Regions from separate parts of the Mus musculus genome. Here regions 1 and 2 are each linked to region 3. A link is a contact called in public Hi-C and HiCAR-type data. All regions are on one chromosome and are shown on one strand. The core of a region is the stretch at or near the end of the contact, and the rest is flanking DNA. Distances in the headings are between cores, read along the strand shown. Region 1 overlaps Zbtb20 (zinc finger and BTB domain containing 20). Region 2 overlaps Drd3 (dopamine receptor D3). Region 3 overlaps Zbtb20 (zinc finger and BTB domain containing 20).

Region 1 (3,124 bases), core at 65-2,564, 290 kb after region 3:
ATATGTTATTTTGCATATAGACTCCAACAACCAAAGAAGAGAACATTTGATAGAAAACACATCCTGGAATTGAAGGACAGATTCCATCTATCAATATAACTAGTTGATAGCTTTTTGAAGATAGGGTTTGACAGTAAGGGAAACAAACGTAACAGCTTAAATACGCTGTCTCAGCCACTCAAGCTATCTGTCATTCAAAAGTTTTTTTCTTTGTATCACTAATTCAATGTCATGTGAACACGGATTCTGACTTTTCAATGAATTTTAATGATAATTTATTTACATAAAGGAAAATACTTAATACTTTTAATTTGTTCTCATGTAGGTCTTTTTGAACTTTCTTAAAACATTTTAATTGTATGCTGAATTTACATTTTTCCCTAAAAGCTTAATCAAATTACAAAGATCACAGTGTCCCTAGGACTAATGAGTCCCAATTTATATTAGAGAAAGCAGACGCTCCAAGAGCTAAAGGTATTGGCAGAAGATCATACTGCAAGGCCAGCGCTGCATTCAGTGTAGTTACGTGAATCCTAATAAAACCATTAAAAAATTACCACTTTGTTTTTTATTAAATTATCATTTTACTTCATTCAAGTTTTTGGCAGGATAGAATTAAAGTGTAAATAGCAAAATAATTTTTCATTACTTGAATTAGACTTTGTAATTTATAACCAATAAGATTTGGCTTACATCATGTCTTTTTCTTGTGTATTTTAGGATCTTATATCTCTGATAGCAATGGAAGCTCTAGGAGGCTGGGCTATGCTAATATTCAATTTATTCCTTCTCTATCTTGCAATAATCCAGGATGCCAAAAGCTAGCCTGTTGGTTGCTGATCATCCCACCTAAATATTGATGCTTCTAAAATGTGTCCTTTGAGATTTTCTTCATTTTAGAATTACAGACAGAAAGTCACTTCTCTTTGATATACACTGCATGCAATGAGGAAGAAGGCAGTCTTACAAAATGCATATATAGGCAATGGTTTTTCACCTCTGCATGCTGCAGAAAATCCCACTGAGTTAAGTAGGGTTCTACCAAGGCCACTTAAACATATTAGCCTATTATGCTCCACATTTCTTTATTGTTCTCGAAAAGCTAATGAAATGTTCCACTGCAGTGTTTATGCTGGAGTACTTTTAAAGGCATTTTCGTAGTGATGTTTCTCTCAGAACTCCAGAAGGGGTTTCCACTTCCTAAAAATATTTAGTAGACCATGCAGAGTCCATGCCGCCTCATTACTGTGACTGTTTAGACTTGCAGCTAATGATGAAATAGACTTAACAGTAGTCACTTACGGTTTCAATGTGGTCTTTAACATCACTGTGAACTGACAAGAATTAGAAAGCCAGCCAGGCAGACATGCTGCACTGTGCTAGCATGTGACCAGGCTTAATGTAGTGTGTATAGTCTAGACATAGAAACACAATGTTGGTTAGTTTTTTGGGTCAGAGTACCTGTAAAACTGAATAGTTGTTTCTCCAGAGTCAACTATATTTAGGAAAATAACAATATACCTATTGCTGAAATTCAAGTTATAAAATCACACATTTCCAATACCTTTTTCTTGTATAGTGTCAGTTTGTTCATCTAAAAGTCAAAGAGGGTGGCCTCCTTGATAGCCATTATCAGTTCTAGCACTAGAAGTGATATTATATGTATAATATCACTCACTTTATATTCTTAAACAAACAAAACAAATCCCACTACATTGGAGGAATTGTTTAGCAGGCAAAGAAATGAAAATGAAGTTCACTAAATTAGCTATATTTTATTACAATTGAAATTAAGACATTGTGCCTTGATTTACCACATATAGTTATCTCATCTCCCAAACATTAGCAATGGTGAAAGGCATAGCTATTAAGACTATTATAACTAAGTCTTAATTATTAAAGCCAAGATGTAAACTGTGGTAATGAACTGAGAATTGACTGGAGCACAGACTCCTGCTAAACTACTATGGGATACATTTTGCCAAAATGCCAATTCTTGTACAGTAATTTTAAAGCACAAATACACAAAGAGAATGGTTATTTCCTAAAACTAAAGTAAAATAAGTATGCTAAACAGTTTGGTTATTTTCAAGAAATCAGATCATATACCTAAAAGTCTTTTTAAAAGAGTTATTGATCTGATTTCTGTTGGATAATTCCAAGAATACCTTGTTTTCTTCCCAAATTAGATAAGAACATTCAACACAGACACTGAATTTAATGAATGCCAACAGCTTTCCCCATTACTTTTAAAATTTGATTATATAATACTTCTGTGAACACTAACAGATAAAACTATCAGAACACATGAATCAGAAGCAGAGTCTCACAGGAACAGTTTCTAGTAATTCTAGAATATTAATCTGACTGAAGGGTCAGTCACAAGTAAACAGTGTGGCACAGTGTTTCTAGAATAAAGAGATCTCATTACATAACCATGGATTTATCTCCTGTCTGGAAGCAACCCAGAAAGTAACTTATTCCCTTATACAAGAGTGGAGACAGAGTAAGAGAGGGACTAGTAAGACACACACTTTCACTCTAAGCATGAAGAATTGTCCAAAATCAGTGAGAATGAGCGTATGTGATCACATTACAGCCTCTTTAATAATGGGGCTATTGTAGCATATGGACACTAAAATGAGCACAAGGAGTCTCTGTTGTGCCCAATACTGCCATTATCCACTTGAACCATCTTGCCAAGTTGCTTAACATTTAGGTACACCAGGGCTTTGCTTCTGTTTGTCTGAAGTGGAAAGATCTAGATCTCTAAGTTCCCTTCCAACGGTGGCACTTTATGTCAACTTGTTTATAAATTCAAGTAATAATTAACCTTGTATCAATTGTTATATAACAGTTACTAATCTAAGTGAATGACATATTCACAGCTCAAACTAACACAGTTAAGACAGTCTCTTTATATTCATCTTTCTAAAATACAAGAGTACATATATAATTATATTTACTCATTCTTTACATTTTAGAAGTATTTATTTTTCAATGCTCATCAATTATTTATAAAATTCAATTTAATCATTAAATAAATGTATATGGTATACTCTGGTCAAATCTAGAGTTTTGTTATCTACTCCTCACATGGTCGTCATCCCCCCAAATCACCTTA
Region 2 (3,017 bases), core at 211-2,710, 340 kb before region 3:
TTATATATAAAATGTTATTATAAAAACTGAAAATAAACAAAAACATCACACACCAAAATGTGTGGGCAAAAAAAAATTAACGGGTAAAAGAATCCAGACATGCTAAATATTCAGTGATGTGCTAACAATTCTCTCTCTTTTCCTCTCTCTTTCTTTTCCTCTTTCTTTCTTTTCCTCTCTTGCTCTCTCTGTCTCTCTCTGTCTCTCTCTGTCTCTCTGTCTCTGTCTCTCTGTCTCTCTGTCTCTCTCTCTCTCTCTCTCTCTCTCTCTCACACACACACACACACAAAGCCCCAATTTGTAACATGCATCAATTTTTGTTGCGCAAATACTCCCACCACTGCTCATGTCAAGCCACCACCAAAGGCTTGATTACCAACTTGAAACATTCCTGGAATATTGCTCTCACCAGCATGGTTCTAGCACACTAGTGGGAATGGCATGCTGTCTTAAACACACTTTAATGCTCATCAGCTCTTTGGAGGCTCCATCACTTCTATGAGCAAGAGACTATACTGAACGTAGCTCTTTTTATGAGAGGAGCCAGAACTTCAGGGAAGGCAGGATAGATCTAAAGTTTCAGACTGGAGTTGTCCTTGCAGAGCCAGGTCTCCCATCTCTAGGACCAGTGCCTTTGACAAGGACCCCATTCCCTGTCCAAGGCACATGTAGCTGTCTTAGCCCTGCAGGGAAACATGGGTTTGCTGGCATCCCACTTGTTTGTACTCGGGAGACCAGTGTGAATGCTCAGAACTGAACCTCCCCAAGTATCTTGACTCTGCTAATTGCCAGCGTGTTAGGGTGTGGGGAACGTGGGGGTGGGAGTTGGAGAGTGTGGGGGTGTACTGTTAAAATGAACGTCCCCAAGTTATTTCCCTAGTGGTTTCCATGAGGTACTTCTAAAGTAAAACCCAGAGACGTGTATTTTTAACATCTAATGTATCTTATTAGACAAGTCTGAGAGAGTCTGCATTAGGGAGAATTTCTGTCAAACCTTCTTGCTCACTTGGGGTAAGAGATGAGAGACAAGACTACAGTCTTTTATTGTCACAGTATGTTTTTTTTCCCCCCTTCTTCTTCTTAAATGATTAAGCCGTTAGAATAAATGAGGCCCCCTCCAGCATGTCATAGGTGGGTGGCTAAGACCTCGAGGCTGTTCCAAAATCCACCATTGGAGGGCACCAAAATGCAGCAAGAACTTCGCCAGCTCTGCCGGGGTGAGAAGTTCACGACTCACCTGGGGGCTCTCCAGGCTCTGTGGGGAGGCAGAGCCGGAAAACCTCCCCACTTAGTTCCTGGAGCCCTGCGAGGACCCCGCATTCTCACCCTGCGAGACTTGTTTAGCCTCTGGTTTCCTCTCTGAGCGATTTGCTCAAGGCCAACCGCGGAGGCGCTGGGTCAGGCTTGGCTTGGCGCGGCTTGGCTGGAGAAGGAACCCTGGCTAGGGCCACCTCCCTTGGAGGTGTTCCCAGTCCCACTCCCTTCTTTGTGTTGCAGCATCTAGTTCTTTCGGCCCTCTCTCCTGTAGAGTACTCAGCCGACCCGAGTGCAGTCAATGTTCGCTCTGGTAAAGCCCTAGGGCTGAAATCCAGCTTTGCAGCTAGCTTGTCAGACAGTGAGGCCCGCGGCTGGAGTTTTCTGACTCAAATTTTCTGTCTAACAGAACTGTTCACAGCTATTGAATGAGATTACATTTGTGAAGTTTTTTGTTTGTTTGTTTGTTTTTTAATACAACTTAAAATCCAAAAGGCAGTTCTTACTGTATCGCCATCATTATTGGGCTAGCCTAAGAGATTCATGATTGTTCTGTGTGACTTTAGGTTTTATGATTGTGATTTTTTCCCCCTCCTGGTTGTCAGGCAGTGCACATTAAATTTATTTATCAGACAAGTGTCGAGAACTTTCTTGTGTGAGCCACTGTTGAAGGGCTGGGGTAGTTGTTGATGTTAAACGGGCACAAGGAACCAAACAGCCTAGAGTCGCTTTGCTGTAAGGCTTAGATACTGAACTTGGCAGTGTGACTTAACAGCTAGGGGCCCCAGGGTGAGGCTCCAGGGCAGTTTATTGTAGGAGATATTGGCTGCACAAGCTGGCTTGGTGGCACATGCCTACAAGGTCAGCATTCAGGGGGTGAAGGTGGAGGCAGGAGGATCACAGACTTGTGTTGGTGGCTTGAGCTAACATAACCCTGGAGCTGTCTCTCCATGGAAGAATGCAAAGGTTAGCACATTCTAAGTGGTAGGTTCCATCCCCAGCCCTGGGGAAATAAAAAGATGGGCAGTGACTTTTGGTTCCATTCATCTATTACCTAATAGCTTTGTGATTCTAGTCACCCCACCCGTGTGTGTGTGTGTGTGTGTACATACGCATACGCCCACTGACATGTGCACATGTAATGGGACAATGTACCTACTTTGCTGGACTGTTTATAAATGATAGCTATATTTGTTTTTGTTGCCTGTGCATTCACACAAATTAGGATAACAGGAAATTATACTTCTAGTGGTGCGCTGCAGGCGTGACCTTCACAGGTGACCTTCCCTAACTTTTGTCAAGAATGGGGGACTGTCTAAATCTCTGGAAGATCAGGGTCTAGCTTGGGACTTGTGACGAGGGACAGCAGGACCTTCAGCACACATGGAGCGCCCTCTGATTCTCGGTCGACGTGGCCGATCGCTCATTAAGGTCTTAATATCATGACTGTCCAGCTGAAGCTATCATTAACCTCAAGTGGGGGGTTCTCGCCGTGACTGCTGGGGGAAAGACGAGCCCGGTCTGAGTGGGAGGGCCTGACTCTAACTCCCTGCCTGGGTTTAATGAGCCCAGAGCTCTGAAGGCAGCTTTTCACCACCTTTTATTTGGTCAGACAGGGGGCTCAATAAATCTTTAGTTCTGTGGACTCCCCTGGTGGAGTTGTTGAAGGAGAAAGCTTTTTGCAAATGACTGGAAAGCCCTTTGCAAATATAAAGTGCTTATTTAGATGCAAACTAAAAATCCAAGGTGCCTGTGACTCATCT
Region 3 (3,110 bases), core at 91-2,590:
ATAAGGATGGGTTTGGCTTTAAGTTTGGCAACCACGGTAACATCAGCCTTTCTCCTAAAGGGCAAGGCAAAGATATGCTTGAGTTACACAAATGTTAATGCCTGAGTCAGCACTCTGAAATGACATCTCATCTCCACTCACTGCACAGTTCACTCACTGCACAGTTCAAGTCTTAAGCAATTGCCTTAGGTTTCTTTAAACTATCTTCAGGGGTGTACGATCAAGTCTAAACTCCTTTGCTTGGCATCAGAGGCCCCTTTGACTTGACTCCTGTCTATCACATGCTAGCACACTCGAGAACTCAGTAGCTAGACCTGGCGGTTACTTGGTGCCTTCTCACTTTTAAATGCTCTTGTTTTCTCTAACAACAAACCCCTTTCTCTCTCTCCTCCTGTGCCCACTTGGTAAACCCCTAGTCACTATTTTCACTTTCTGAGCCAGCTTGAACCTTCTCTATGGGTAAGCATTTGGAGATACCTGAATTCCAGTGCTGGTCACAAAACAGCCTTTGCACATGGTCATCGTCCCTAGAACACTGAGGGCTTCTTTCTTTTTTTTTTCTGCATTGCTGTGGGGCAAGCCCAGGCCTGCACTCCCGCTCCACTTCACTGAGCTACAAGTGTTCCAGCTTGAGCTGTTCTCTCAACCCCAGACTGTGCCATTCTTAATGAAAGGTGGCATTTCTCATTTATCTTGGAGTTCCCAGAACTAAGCACTGTTACAGGCTTTCTATAAACGTTTGTTGACTGAAAACTAAATAAAGAACTGTGCATAATTAATCAAAACCAAGCCAAGCAGTAGCCATAGCTCTTAGAAGCATGGTAAGAGACTACTAGCACTCTAATGAAAGTGGAAAATCCCAGCACTGAGGCATTTTCTGGGTTATCACAGGGGTTGGTGACTGGCTTGGGTGAGAGTTAGATGGGGCAGGGCAGGATGGAGGCTGTGATGTAGCATCTTTTTAATACAGAATGTCAGTAATGGAATACATTACCACCTTCTGATGATTAACTTTTAATATTGTAAAGGACTGGCAAGAGAACATATCTGGGTCTGAATTTCAGAGAAGCCTTGCTGACAAGAACTGGGCTCCCCAAACAGGGCTAGTCTGTGTCATCTGCTTTGAGGCAGCGTGGTAGATTGTGGAGTTTTCCTTTCTGTTTCTGCCGAAGAATAATGGGACAGAAAACTCTTGCAGGAAATCGTGGCAGCTATTCAACTCCTATTTAAATCTGGGTCAATTCCAGATGCGGACATTGCATGCAGTGCCAAGGACAGAAGGTCAAACAGGCTGAGTCTTGCACCTGTCCCGAGGAGGTCATTGAGGAGGCGCTTGGGAAGGAGAGGCCCTGGGGATAATGCTCTGGTTTGTTCCCAAGGAACTGTTCCTTTGCTGCTGAGGGGCCTCTAGAGCAGCACCCTGGAGCCATCAGCTGCTGTCCATGGGAGCACTTGAGGACACGGGACTGTTACTGGCTCCGTCATCCTGCTGGCATAAAGGCAACTTGAGGATTTCTAACAAGTCAAGCAAGCAAGCATGAAGCCTGGCTTGGGGTAGGACAAGGTCATGAGTACATGAATGGACTATCAGCTTGTGACACGGTTTTCTTTTCCCAGCCTTACTCTGCTAAAAAAAAAAAAAAAGTCCAGAAACTGCTCTGCTGATGTAGCACAGAATTAGCTTCACAATTTCCTATGAGGCCCACACGGACTTTCAATTAGAGGCCTCCCGACTTGATTTCTACTAGGTGACACAGGTCTCCTATACGGTTTGTGTCTCATGCTTGCCCCAAAGCACTGACGTCATAATAGCTGAGCTAGGCGGGCAGGAGTTCATCGTGCTGACTCATCTTGGTGATGTGAGGATTAATGCCTTGTCTAACACTGAGCTATTATGCGAACTGTTTTTACACAAAAGAGCTGTTACAAAATGATTTGCCAGTCAGAGGACTAGAAATATGCAGTGCTAGGTAACGAAGGGGAAGGGAAGGGTAGGAAGACACAGTGGTAACGATGAGCATGCACACCAACATCATCCAAAGCATTAGCTGACCGGCTGTATCACCACTGAGAATGAACAGGGAATGAGATGGCTTAGGGCCAGGTAGGACCTGGCCCTGTTGTATAACACAGCACCATTCCTTGAGGAGTCTAACCAGCCTCCTTCCTATGTCAGATAAAATGTCACATTTGACTTTAGCCTTAGCATCTTTCCCTGCATTCTCCTGTATTAAATATGTCTGCTGCAGGCTTCTAGGACTGATAGTGAAAGCCACATAGATGTGAAATCAGAGACCTCGTCATTTGGTGCAGACCACTGCAGCACAGGAACCACCACAGACGGGGAGGTGGCAATGTGATCGAGGGACAAAGGGAGATGCAATGAGCAGGATACCCACGGTCACGGTTACTTAGCTATTATCTGAGATGACTGCCTGTCTCTGTAGGATTTCCTAGGTGGTGCCTCTTGGTAGTGACTTGATCATTTGATTTCATTGCCCCAGAATCTCCTAAAAGCAGTCCAAAGTAATATTTATCCAAATCTGCTCAGTGCAGGCAGGTTTGGTCTTTAAATAATAAATGTTCTCTTTTTCATTTTAAATCAAGTTTTGTTTCTCCATTTCTTCTTTTTATTCCCCTAAAAAACTTCCTGTCTTCTCTGAAAAGAAATGGCGCATTCTATAAACTTGCAGGCACATGTGAATCCTGGATTTCTTTTATTTTTCTTCCTAGACTTTATAATTTTGCACAAATTTTTAGCCTATTTACTTTTCAGGCTTGTACTTCTTGGTAAAAGGATATTATAAATTTTGTCAATAAATGAAAGCTCTGATCTAGAAGTTAAAATTAAAAATGGTTGGACCTAGGGACGAGTGAATAACGGAAGAATAAATAATTGCTCATTGATTGACAGAGGAGCAAAGCCCAACTGTTGCTGAGATCTGGCTGTGGACTGTAAGCTTCAGTTCAGAAGAGCAGCGACTTTTGCAAATAGCAGCTGCAGCAAGGGAAAGGGCAGTCTTTTCAGAGGACAATGGCTGGGCTGCTGGCTCCCTCACACAGGGCAGCTCAGCAGTATACTACCCGACTTGGCTCCAAGCAGGAAAAGG

What was found. Hi-C and Micro-C count contacts between places; a contact is called where the count stands out from the background. HiCAR-type assays count read pairs that join an accessible place to other places.
Region 1: a contact with region 3 is called in a Hi-C map of forebrain, with 2.2 times the contacts expected there. The contact joins two enhancer-like sites. A contact is called at or near these places in 2 of 484 Hi-C or Micro-C datasets (cerebellar granule neurons and forebrain) and 2 of 115 datasets of contacts at active chromatin or transcription factors (neural progenitor cells and stem cell-derived neural progenitor cells).
Region 2: a HiCAR-type map of astrocytes shows a contact between it and region 3, with 2.2 times the contacts expected there. The contact joins two enhancer-like sites. A contact is called at or near these places in 4 of 484 Hi-C or Micro-C datasets (the HL-1 cell line, liver, muscle stem cells and 1 more), 2 of 115 datasets of contacts at active chromatin or transcription factors (astrocytes and embryonic stem cells) and 1 of 9 other capture datasets (embryonic stem cells).

The regions. Positions count from the first base shown.
Region 1 is chr16:43,169,046-43,172,169 of GRCm38.p6, reverse strand. All of the region lies in intron 2 of Zbtb20 (zinc finger and BTB domain containing 20), which reads right to left. Among named protein-coding and RNA genes, the nearest start is that of Gm25873, 44 kb to the right of the region's middle. Within about 2 kb of position 1,314, at least 15 of the 459 cell types and tissues checked have an H3K27ac peak or open chromatin away from gene starts, as enhancers often do. A contact at or near this core is called in forebrain, where this site is marked.
Region 2 is chr16:43,800,389-43,803,405 of GRCm38.p6, reverse strand. The region is part of intron 2 of Drd3 (dopamine receptor D3); the gene reads right to left. Among named protein-coding and RNA genes, the nearest start is that of Gm26074, 32 kb to the left of the region's middle. Within about 2 kb of position 1,460, at least 150 of the 459 cell types and tissues checked have an H3K27ac peak or open chromatin away from gene starts, as enhancers often do. A contact at or near this core is called in astrocytes, liver, muscle stem cells and 1 more, where this site is marked.
Region 3 is chr16:43,463,116-43,466,225 of GRCm38.p6, reverse strand. The region is part of intron 5 of Zbtb20 (zinc finger and BTB domain containing 20); the gene reads right to left. Among named protein-coding and RNA genes, the nearest start is that of Gm15713, 44 kb to the right of the region's middle. Within about 2 kb of position 1,340, at least 151 of the 459 cell types and tissues checked have an H3K27ac peak or open chromatin away from gene starts, as enhancers often do. A contact at or near this core is called in astrocytes, forebrain, liver and 2 more, where this site is marked.